Linked DNA regions of Mus musculus: region 1 is linked to region 2. A link is a contact called in public HiChIP or PLAC-seq data. All regions are on one chromosome and are shown on one strand. Each heading gives the region's core, a stretch centred on a gene start, on an enhancer-like site or on the middle of the called end of the contact. The rest is flanking DNA. Distances are from core to core; before and after follow the strand shown.

Evidence for each region. HiChIP or PLAC-seq counts read pairs in DNA pulled down with a chosen protein or histone mark.
Region 1: an H3K27ac HiChIP or PLAC-seq map of bone marrow-derived dendritic cells shows a contact between it and region 2, with 2.6 times the contacts expected there. The contact joins the enhancer-like site here to the promoter of Tfec in region 2. A contact is called at or near these places in 8 of 39 promoter capture datasets (the C10 cell line, the HPC-7 cell line, HPC-7-derived erythroid cells and 4 more), 21 of 484 Hi-C or Micro-C datasets (the C10 cell line, ECoMG-derived neutrophils, the HPC-5 cell line and 15 more), 4 of 115 datasets of contacts at active chromatin or transcription factors (the HPC-7 cell line, bone marrow-derived dendritic cells, bone marrow-derived macrophages and 1 more) and 3 of 9 other capture datasets (adipose tissue, bone marrow-derived macrophages and macrophages).

The regions. Positions count from the first base shown.
Region 1 is chr6:16,962,905-16,967,860 of GRCm38.p6, forward strand. No RefSeq gene overlaps it. Among named protein-coding and RNA genes, the nearest start is that of Tfec, 67 kb to the left of the region's middle. Within about 2 kb of position 1,552, at least 54 of the 459 cell types and tissues checked have an H3K27ac peak or open chromatin away from gene starts, as enhancers often do. A contact at or near this core is called in ECoMG-derived neutrophils, the HPC-5 cell line, bone marrow-derived dendritic cells and 8 more, where this site is marked.
Region 2 is chr6:16,895,018-16,900,170 of GRCm38.p6, forward strand. Tfec (transcription factor EC) reads right to left here and starts at 3,424. Exons shown (of 7, transcript NM_031198.3): 1 at 3,244-3,424.

The DNA.
Region 1 (4,956 bases), core at 302-2,801, 66 kb after region 2:
ACTCTGTGATCAGCTCAATGATTGGCTATTTAGACAGCATCATGAATTTCTCAGACTTCTCCAGTGGGTCTTGCTACTAAGTCTAAATGTAACACAGCATAGCTGCCCTTTCAGTTCACCTGCTGCTCACTGTCAAATGTCAGGAGATCCTTTGCTTGAGTCTAAACTGTGTATTCCCCATCCTCCCAGCCAAGGAAATTTCAGGGAAAAAAAAACCAGACAGACAGACAAACAGACATACACCTAGTATGATAGAAAACAACAGACAATATATAATTTCCATCCTACCTTCTGGGTTATATCTTCTGTAATTTCTGTCTCTTTTATCAATACTAAAGACAGAAGGACTTTTCAAGTATGTAAGTTTAAAGTATTAAGGTATAATATATAGGCCAACTTGATATAATATCTCTCTCTCTCTCTCTCTCTCTCTCTCTCTCTCTCTCTCTCTCTCTCTCTCTCTCTCTCCTGCTCTCAGTCTGAGTTTTATTTTAAAAGTGTGGCTTCAAGAATTCTTTGAAATAGGTAACTTCTAAAGGGTGTCCAGCATAAATTTAAATGAGATTCATATCTAAGGAGATAACCAGATCTTACAAGCTATTTAACAACTTCAGAACATTCAAAGTACAAATGAAAAAAATGGGATCTAAGCACAGGAAGCCGGCAGCTAATCCTGTGACTCAAGGTTTTGCATTGTCTGCTCTTGTTTTTAACTTTGACCTGTGTATCCAGATTAACATCTTTAATAAACACTTCTAGTGTTTTTCTTTTTTCTGCATCTAAGTCCATTCCAGGCAGCTCTCTTAACACAGGGCACCAAGGAAAGTAAGAAAGATGCCAACACTGAGAAAAAGAACGGGGAGAAGTTCCTAGCAGGCCAAGTAGAAGTAAAATGTTTTCTCAAAAGAAAAAGCACACATAGATAGATAAATAGACAGAAAGAAAGACACACAGGCAGAAGAAAACAAAAAGAAGCACACGTCCAGGGTCTGATTCCCTGTTCTGAAACAAAGCCACTAATTAAATAATCTAAATGTGGGGGGCAGTTTGCAGAAGTCTGGAAATGCCAATAGAAAGGACATAAGTAAAAAGAATTTTTGTCTCTGTCCTAGCACTGAGCACACCAGAATATGAGAAGCTGTGGTTTACAAATAGCCCTGCAGGCCTCTATGGGCAAGAAATTCTCATCTGACTGCTGTAGTTAAAATTTCTAGTTCCTCAACACTAAACACTGGCACTGCCGTTGTTAAAACGGGAAATGGAACCAGCCTTGATGTCTTATGTATGTTAGTAAGGGGCATTCAAGTGAGTATAGCTTGTGCAACTGGATAAAAGACCACAAGAGAGTGACAAGGGAGGTGCAGAGGGGTAAAGGGAGTGTGACTAAACAGTTGGAAGAGAAGCAACAAAAATAAATGTTTCTTCAAAACCGATGACAGTGTTCCTATGCTGATAAATGTTTAAAAATTGAAAAGCTATGAGCCTTGTTTTCCAAAGCATAGACTGTGAGTGGAATAGCCAAGCATCAGAGAAGGGAACTTTCCGGGGACAGCCACCCAGGACATGGGTGCTCTCTTCACAGTCTCAAACTCTCTGAGAGTTTACCCACAGTCTGTGGCCCTCTTAGCTGTCCATTTAAAGTTGATTTCATCTTTCTCTCGACATGTAGCCAGCTCCTCCCACTTACTCTTACCACTTCCTCCTCTCTCACTGCTTGCCATTCCCAGGGGGGTTTAAGTTTTGTTTGTTTGTTTTGGGTTGGGTTGGTTGGTTGTTGTTGTTGGTTTTTTTGTTTGTTTGTTTGTTTGTTTTTTTCTTTCAAGACAGGATTTCTCTGTAGCCCTGGCTGTCCTGGAACTCACTCTGTAGACTAGGCTGGTCTCGAACTCAGAAATCTGCCTGCCTCTACCTCCAAAGTGCTGGGATTAAAGGCGGGTGCTGCTACTGCCCGGCCGCAGGGAGATTTTTATTCGCTGGGAGAATAGTGGAAACCTCATGAAAACTAAAATTATTGTAGAAAAGAAAATTAGTACATTTTTTCTTAGTTTTACTTCCACATATTATCAAAAAAAAAAAAAAATTAAACCAGACTCTTTAAGAAGAGTTCACCACGTTGGGTACTTCAATTCACTTTCAGCACTGGGCTAGCTTATAATATGGACTTAGAAATATTATTTTGTTGATTAATGAACATCTGTACTTCTTTGGGGTTGTGGTTTTGTCTCATTCAATATAATTCTTTTTTCAGATCTATTCATTTAACTGAAATTTTCAAAACTTCATTTTAATTAGCTGTGATGGTGCAAGTCTCTAGGGATCAGCATCTTCTACAGAGATGTGACTGATGGTTTAAAAGTCAATGGTATAAGCTGGTTGATGACTTCAAACACAGCTTCATAGTGGGGAAACAACTTTGTACGGTCACCACATATGAAGAAGCTTTTTAAATAAAGAAATCCAATTCTCATCGTGTCACACCTTTTCAGACAGACCTCTCGAGATACTGGCATATGCTAACAAAAGAGAGAGCTCGCCAACCGCACCTAAGTCATCTGTCGACATCACAGGTCTACATTGTGCAACCCATGGGGCTCAATGCCCTCTTTGAGTCTGTCTGTTTTAAAAACGTATCTTGCTCTGTACCTGAATCTGAATTTTCCATTTTAGATAAACAAACTGGAGACTATATCTGGATCAAATCAACTTCAAATATTCATAACAAACTTGACAACATTTAGCTTAACCGACAAAAATAGCCAAAATCCCTCTATCCTGCAGCAGTAGGTCCCCTTTCCCCCACTATGACCGTAGCACTTACCATCTTGGTCCCAACGACCAGGTCAAGGCCTAGACATGTGACCCCAGAAAGTCCTGGTTAAAACTTTTCACAATGGAGCTGAACTAACTACAGCCTCGGTTCCTTTTCCTGCAAGATGTGAGAACACTAACCTCGAGGAACTGAAGGCTGAAAAGAGGAACTGGCCCAAGAACAAAGGCAGTATACAGAAAAAAGCAGAGATGAGAAAGGGACGTTCAAGTTACTTGAAATTCTGGTTCCACTCATGGCCCTATATCAGCTTTCCTTCCTGGTTCTAGGAGCCAGTAAATTATATCTTTGGCTTAATCTACTTCAGATTAGTCTATGTATCTTATAAACCATTGCAGACCTCGCTAATAAAGCCAGTGAAAAAGCGGTAAGACCAAACAAGGCAGAGTGATTCTGCTCAATCATCATTGCATGGACATGGAATAGTGATGCTTTTTGTTAGTCATGCAAGTACTTAATATCTCTGGGCCTCAGTTCATTATCCATAAAATGGGACTCTGCCGGAATCCCGAACAATTTTAATAATGCATGTAAAGTGCTTAACATAAAGCCATTTCAGAGTACTTGCTTAATCAGTGCTTAAAAAGAAGGACTCTTTTTCATAATAAGGATGTGAGGATAATAATGAATTCCTAAGGAGACTTGTATTATAGACTTAAAAACCGGTATGTGCTTTTTCCATTAGAAGTTCACTACTTCAAATATATCAGGGAAGAAATCAAGACTAAGCAGGACACTGAAGAATGTCAGAAATAACTGTAAACAGAACATATTAGCTACCGTCCAAGCATTGACTTCGGAATGTTTGCGTAAAATAAGTAAACTTAATTCAGAATAGTTTAAAAGTTAATGGTATCATTTTTAAGACTACATATAAAGTACTGTGAAAACCAATTCAAAGATAATTGAATGGGGTATTTCTTGAAAATGGATCTGTTAAAGTTTCACTGATACCACCCACCCACACGTAGTAGTCAGCTGTATCACCATCACATACCATCATTCTCTCAGCCTAATTATTTATTTCCTTGGACATGGCACGGCCTCTTTTCATACTTTTATCTTAGAATAACACGTCAAGAATTTGGTCAAAAGTGTATGCTCAATGGCGGCAAGTCAATTAGCCTGGGTTCTAGAAATGCTACCAAAGAGATGGAGATATGAGCTGCAAACTAGCTTCTGCTCATCAAGTAGGTGATTGACCCAAGTCACTGATCCTAGTGGTCCCCAAGTTAACCACTCTGAACTCCTACCCTAGTACAAAATACTCCATTCCCAATATGTTTGTTGCCTACAAAGACAGAGACTACAAATATAACCATAAAGCCTGACTGTTCTCAGCATAATTATCTTTCACATTAAATAACTCTGCAGAGATAGGTGATTGATGCAACCAGTATCCCAAAACCAGTATACATAGAGTAAGAATTCTAAAGAACATATCTCTCCTAAATACTACTTATTTCATTGTAGAGGGCTTTTTTAAAGATCTTGTGGTCACTAATCCTCCCACTGGTCAACACACCACTGATTGGCTTGGAGATGACATTAAATGAGATAATGACACGGAACTCATTTGTAAAATATAAAAGTTCCAAGACATCAAATCCTAAGTAGCATGGGCTTGTCGTTGTGTTACTGTGCTGAGAATGCAGAAGAAGGTAAGAACAGGGAAGAGAAAAATAACACTCTGTGGAGGAGAGTGGGCATCCTCACCGTCGTTCCTCTGTGCCACCCAGTGAGCGCTTATTGTGGATTTTTATTTACCCTGGATTTTTATTCCCCTTTTTATTCAGCCTTTGAATACAATTAAAATACATGGGATTTTAGAGGTACTTACCTACCATGCTTGTTTAGAAAGTATAGCTCTAAAAGATATATATCTTGGGAAATGAAGGTAAGCGACCTGAAGAAATTTCAGATCTTTCTGGGGAAAGTCTGCAAACCATGGATTTGTATGGAAACTGCATGTGAAATTTAGGCTGCTGGGCTCCCGATTCCCAAACCGAGTTGAAGTCTTAGCTCACTTTCTCTTAATTGTGTTTGCAGCTGAAACTGCCGTCTGGTCAAAGCTTCTAGCATAGCGTTCTTTTCTTCTTACTGTTAGAAGATTCAGGGGTGGAGGATGC
Region 2 (5,153 bases), core at 2,174-4,673:
CGTACTATGAAAACCAAATATATATTCACGTGCACACTGTCTTCTAAGCACTGGAAGCATGTTTGTGTTAGAAAGAAATATAGGAGGGAGTAAAAGGCAGAGTAGATGTATCTGGTCCAATGGAAGTAGCTGGGACTATAAACATAACGTCTTTTTTAGGCCAACTAAAGGATGTTTCAATAAACACAAGAGATAACTTTAAAAAACCTTGTGAGGTAGACCAGAAATGGGCATGGGAGCATGGGATCCTATCAGAAGTCCACCTCTAGCACCTTGGATGCTTTTCATTACCTCACTTCTAACTTTTATATCAACTTCTCACCTCTTCTTTTAAAGAAGATAAAAGGGAAAAAAAGTGGAGCCTAATGGGTCTTTAGGGTTATGGGTCTCAATCTGCTGTTTTCCCTGGGAGCAATTAAAAAAAAAATCAGTAACAAGGTCTTTCTCTCCAAGGTTTTTTTTGTGAATAGGGACTCTCTCCCATGTTAGCCTGGAACCTGAGCTCATGATTTACCCACCTCTGGTGCCCACGTGCAGGGATCACAAGCATTCACCAGCATGCCAAGCAACCAACCTATTTTTAACACTGGTCTCTTGAGGAAATTGAACAAAACCCTTTCACCTTTCCAGTACTTGCCTTTTCCTATTTTCTTAATTTATAATACAAATCGCCCCCACTCTTAAGACTGTTCTTGTTTTAGTTGGAAATGGTCAGGGCTTTCCATGCCCCCAAAGAATGCAATTTCACAGAATCGCAGCTATCATCTTCTCTCCCGAGTTGGGGGAAGGGAGGGAAGGCAAAAGCTGAGACATCTCCAAACACCTGCAGCCCATCTTCAGAGTCCTGGGTTTGAAACTGGCAAGTGGCAAAGGAATATTTCGTGGAATGTTTGCTTTCCCCTCTGCCACTCTTTCTCTTCTCTCCTACGAATCCACTATTCCTGTCTTTATTGCTTTTGTGGGTTTTGGGCCTCTGTCATCCTACTGCTTTATGTCTTGAATTTCTCTGCTAGGTCATAATAGACACAACGTGTGAAACCAGAGCAGACTTTGCTATCTACAGTTACATTACGTGTTGTCAAGCAGGTGTTCCTATCAATGTGACATTTGCAAACATCAGGGTGACTAACACAATCTGTATGCAAACTTGGCCCTTTTCTGGATCTGCAAAAACTACATGTCTTATTATGGTGTTGTCTTGATTGTAACTGTAAGAGTTGACTTTCTGGAGTGAGCTGTCTTGAGATAGTTTTAATTGTACACCAATGGACAAAGGATGAACTGACAGGATTTGCTCAGGTGTTCTGTCATTATCCAAATGACCTTGAAGCAGCTTTCATCTGTGTATTCAAGCCATTGTGGAAGGGCACTTTGTTCTTTCAGCTTCTGCTTTACTTTTGCCTTTCTGACTACACATGCCACTTATTTATTATTATAATTATTATTATTATTATTATTACAATCCAGTCATTGCCCCCATTCTGGTCCTCCCTCTCACAGTTCCTCATCCCATTCCTCCTTTCCTGTCTCCAAGAGGAAGTCACCCCACTGACAGGCCTCCCCACTCCCTGGGGCCTCAATACTCTCCAGGGTTAGGCCAGTCAGTCCTCTGCTGTATTTGTGTCCAGGACCTGGGACCAGCTCCAATATGCTTCCTGGTTGGTGGCTCGGTGTCTGATAGATCTCAGAAGTGCGGGTTAGTTGAAACTGCTCATCTGCCTATGGGGCTGCCAGCGTCCTCAGCTTCTTCCAAACTTTCCCTAATTCTACCACAGGGGTCCCCGACTTCAGTCCAGTGGTTGGCTGTAAAGCATCTGAGTCTGTCTCAGTCAGCGTCAAGCCACTGTTTTTAAAAACAATTTTCTACTTCTACTATGCAAATCACTACAATTCCTGAAAAAAACATGTACTTGCTTTAATTTGGCATTGTATACAAACATCTTGCAAAGTATCTCAGCTGGTTAGAAGTTAAATGTTCATGTCTAAGACATTAAGTTGAGTTAATGTCTAAGAAATTTGTTTTGCTTTTGAAATCAAGCCCAAGTTTCAGTTCAGTAAAATCTACTCCTCCAGTAGCCTAGTCTACTGCTTCACAGAGAAAGCAAGAAGGAGAAAGTCACAAAATCCACGAAACAAACAAAGTGTAGATATGTAGTCCACTGAGTCCATAGCTTTAAAGGTTTCTTTAAATACTCAAGTGTAAACCTCAAGTTTGACCTATTTAAGGTTGCTTCCACCAAATACGGAAAAGATTTAATTCAACAGCTACTTGAAAGTGTCTAGCCACAATCAGCTCCATGTAAGACCCGAGGGAAGCACCCTTCTCGCAGGATCTTGCTGAACTCTCATTCTGTTTTAGCTTTCTTTGTTGACAAAGCCTTTGAGCAGGGAAAAATTGTCAAGTACACTGAAAACTCTTTATCACTAAATGAGGCTTCTAGCAAATAAATTACCAATGAACAACTCAAGCAAAATTAAATATTACCTCAGGTTCATTATTGTTCTCAAAATGTCTATTCCTAATAATGTGGGATAGTATTGATAATCTAGAATAACCACAGAAACAAATCTATGTGCATATAACACCTCTTTATTTATATTTGTGCACATACAGAGAAATAATCCTGGCCCTAATTTTTAGGGCTTTGTTTCAATTTAAAATTATTACTTTAAAAGTTACTGGTTTAGTATACTTGAAATCTCCTAAGCAAAATAATTAGATCTACATATGTACAAAAGGAATACCATAACCTAACCTTGGGAAAAGAACACATGCTAAAATCCTATCTGGTGTTATTATCTGTGAAGAACAAATATTCTTATATATTCTTAACTTTAAAAAAAAACAATAAAACAGACAATGTTTGAATGTAAATTGAAATTAACATTTACTCATAAAATACCATACGATGCAATAAAATGTTAAATTATATTCCAATTTAGTAAATATCTGAAAATATTAAACTAGAAGAAATTCCCTAGGTTATCATAAACTAAAACAGTGATTTCTACATCTTGATTAAAATAGAAATTGATAGCATTCCCGTTATATCTCATCCACATTATAGCGAATCGTAGCTTGGCTGCTCTAAGGTCCTGATACCTGACTACCATGCAAGATGAAACCATAATTACAAGAGAGCTATGCATATTATCAAGGCAAAACAGGTATTGATTGAACTTGTCATCATATTTGTTTAAAGCACAGAAAATTAACCTTAACCTTCCAGTTTGGTTACCTACCAGCACTGATTGGATTCTAGGTGTGTCATCGCGGCTACAAACAGCTCCAAATTACAGCCCCTCGTCTCATAACCTAAGCACAAAAGTCAAGGGTCTGCTCAAGAAGAATAAATGGTTTGAACAGCTTGGAATCCGCTTAGTTGAGGAAGGAGAAAAGAGAAGTCACCCATTAGGGCATTTCCTGGACTCTGGTTGGAATTTCAGTTAAGGAAGAAGAAATGACACAGCAGTTTTAAGTTAAGGCGACTTCCTTTCTTTATCAGAAATGTGCTACTAATTTGAGAAACAGCATTCCAGAAAAACTACTCCAGTGGTGTGACTACAGTAAAAATCCTCTCATTGATGCCGTTATTGCCCCATAATAAACATTTTTCCCCAGAATTTACAATGGCAGTATGTGGTTATTAGCTCAGTGGACTAAGACCCCACAGTTATTGCAACACATTCTGCCTTACAAGTAAGTTTCTTCAGAACACTGTCCTTGCCCACTTTCAGTTAGGAATTACACTTTGACTTAGAATTGTTATTGTTTGAGTTTTTGTTTTAAGACTATTTCCTGAATTTTATATAATGCGAGTTTTCTTACTTCCCAATTTGTTCTCAAAGACTTCATAACCAAGAATAATTGATCTTCCCAAGAAGATTAGACAGAAACATAAAATTGAACTTTGGATGTATATGTGTGTGTGCTTGTGTGTGTACATATATAATATATATGAGTACATATATATTATATATTTCTATATACTATATATTAATGCTATATTATTGCATGTATAGTATATACTACATATAGTGTATATTCTACTATTTTATATATATATATATATATATATATATACAAATAGCTTTCCTCTTGACCCTCAAACCCTCAAAGCTGCCTTTCAAATATCTCTCTTTCTTTCTTTCTACTCAATCAGACATTATTGATGTCAGGAGCTTTCAGCCAGAATCACAAATGACTCTATTAAGAACCCATTTTAGGAGTAAGTACACTAATCTAATTTTCAAAACAAAACATAAATGTTTTCTATACCAGAATTTGATACACTTTTCCTGTAAGGCATATAATAAGAAGCATTTTGAACTTTTGGGGGTGCAACCCATTCATGGCTTCCCAGTTCTGCTGCAGTAATGGCGTACTTACGAGGTCCACAAATGCATGACCACAGCACCTCGAGCTGTTTGTCTCCATTCAGAGGCTCCAGAGAAGTCTGTGTCCCCTGCCTGTGATTTCACATCTTATGTCCTCTCCTAAATCCATTCTAGTCAAGCTCTTAAAAACTACTGAACAGAACACCTCAACTAGGCTTATCAATATTACTACTGGCAGTAATTTATCAGTCCCAACATATTTTCCATATCAACAGCATGTGCTTAATAAGCCTTTAATATCTTCTTCCATTTGTATCAATGCACACTAATAATCAGTCTCACTGCCTTCATTTTCATGCGTTTTCAGGGTACCACAGTAAGACATTCTTCTATATAATTAGATATTCAGGTGTCCTCTTCTGTTTCCTTCTCTTTTCTCTGATTACTAAAATTGAAATACATACAGGATCCTCTTACCTTCTGGACTCCTGACCTTGACTCTGACAAAATCTCTGCTTGCTGGAAAACAATCTGACATTCATTAAGGACAGGCTTTTGCTGTATTTCAAGTCCCAAAGACTCTCCAAGGGCTCATGTGCTCAAAGCTTAGTTCCAGCTTGACATATTAGGAAGTGATGGAAAGTTGAAGAAGCAGGACTTACTGGAGGGCCTTTGGCTACCGGGGACGTGCTTCAGGGGTCCATACCTGTTTTCCTTCTGGCCTTGAAGTGAGCAGATCCCTTCTGGCAGCCATTCTTCCCACAAGCCACCTTACAAGTCCCAAAGTAGTAAGTCAACTCATTGTGAACTGAAAG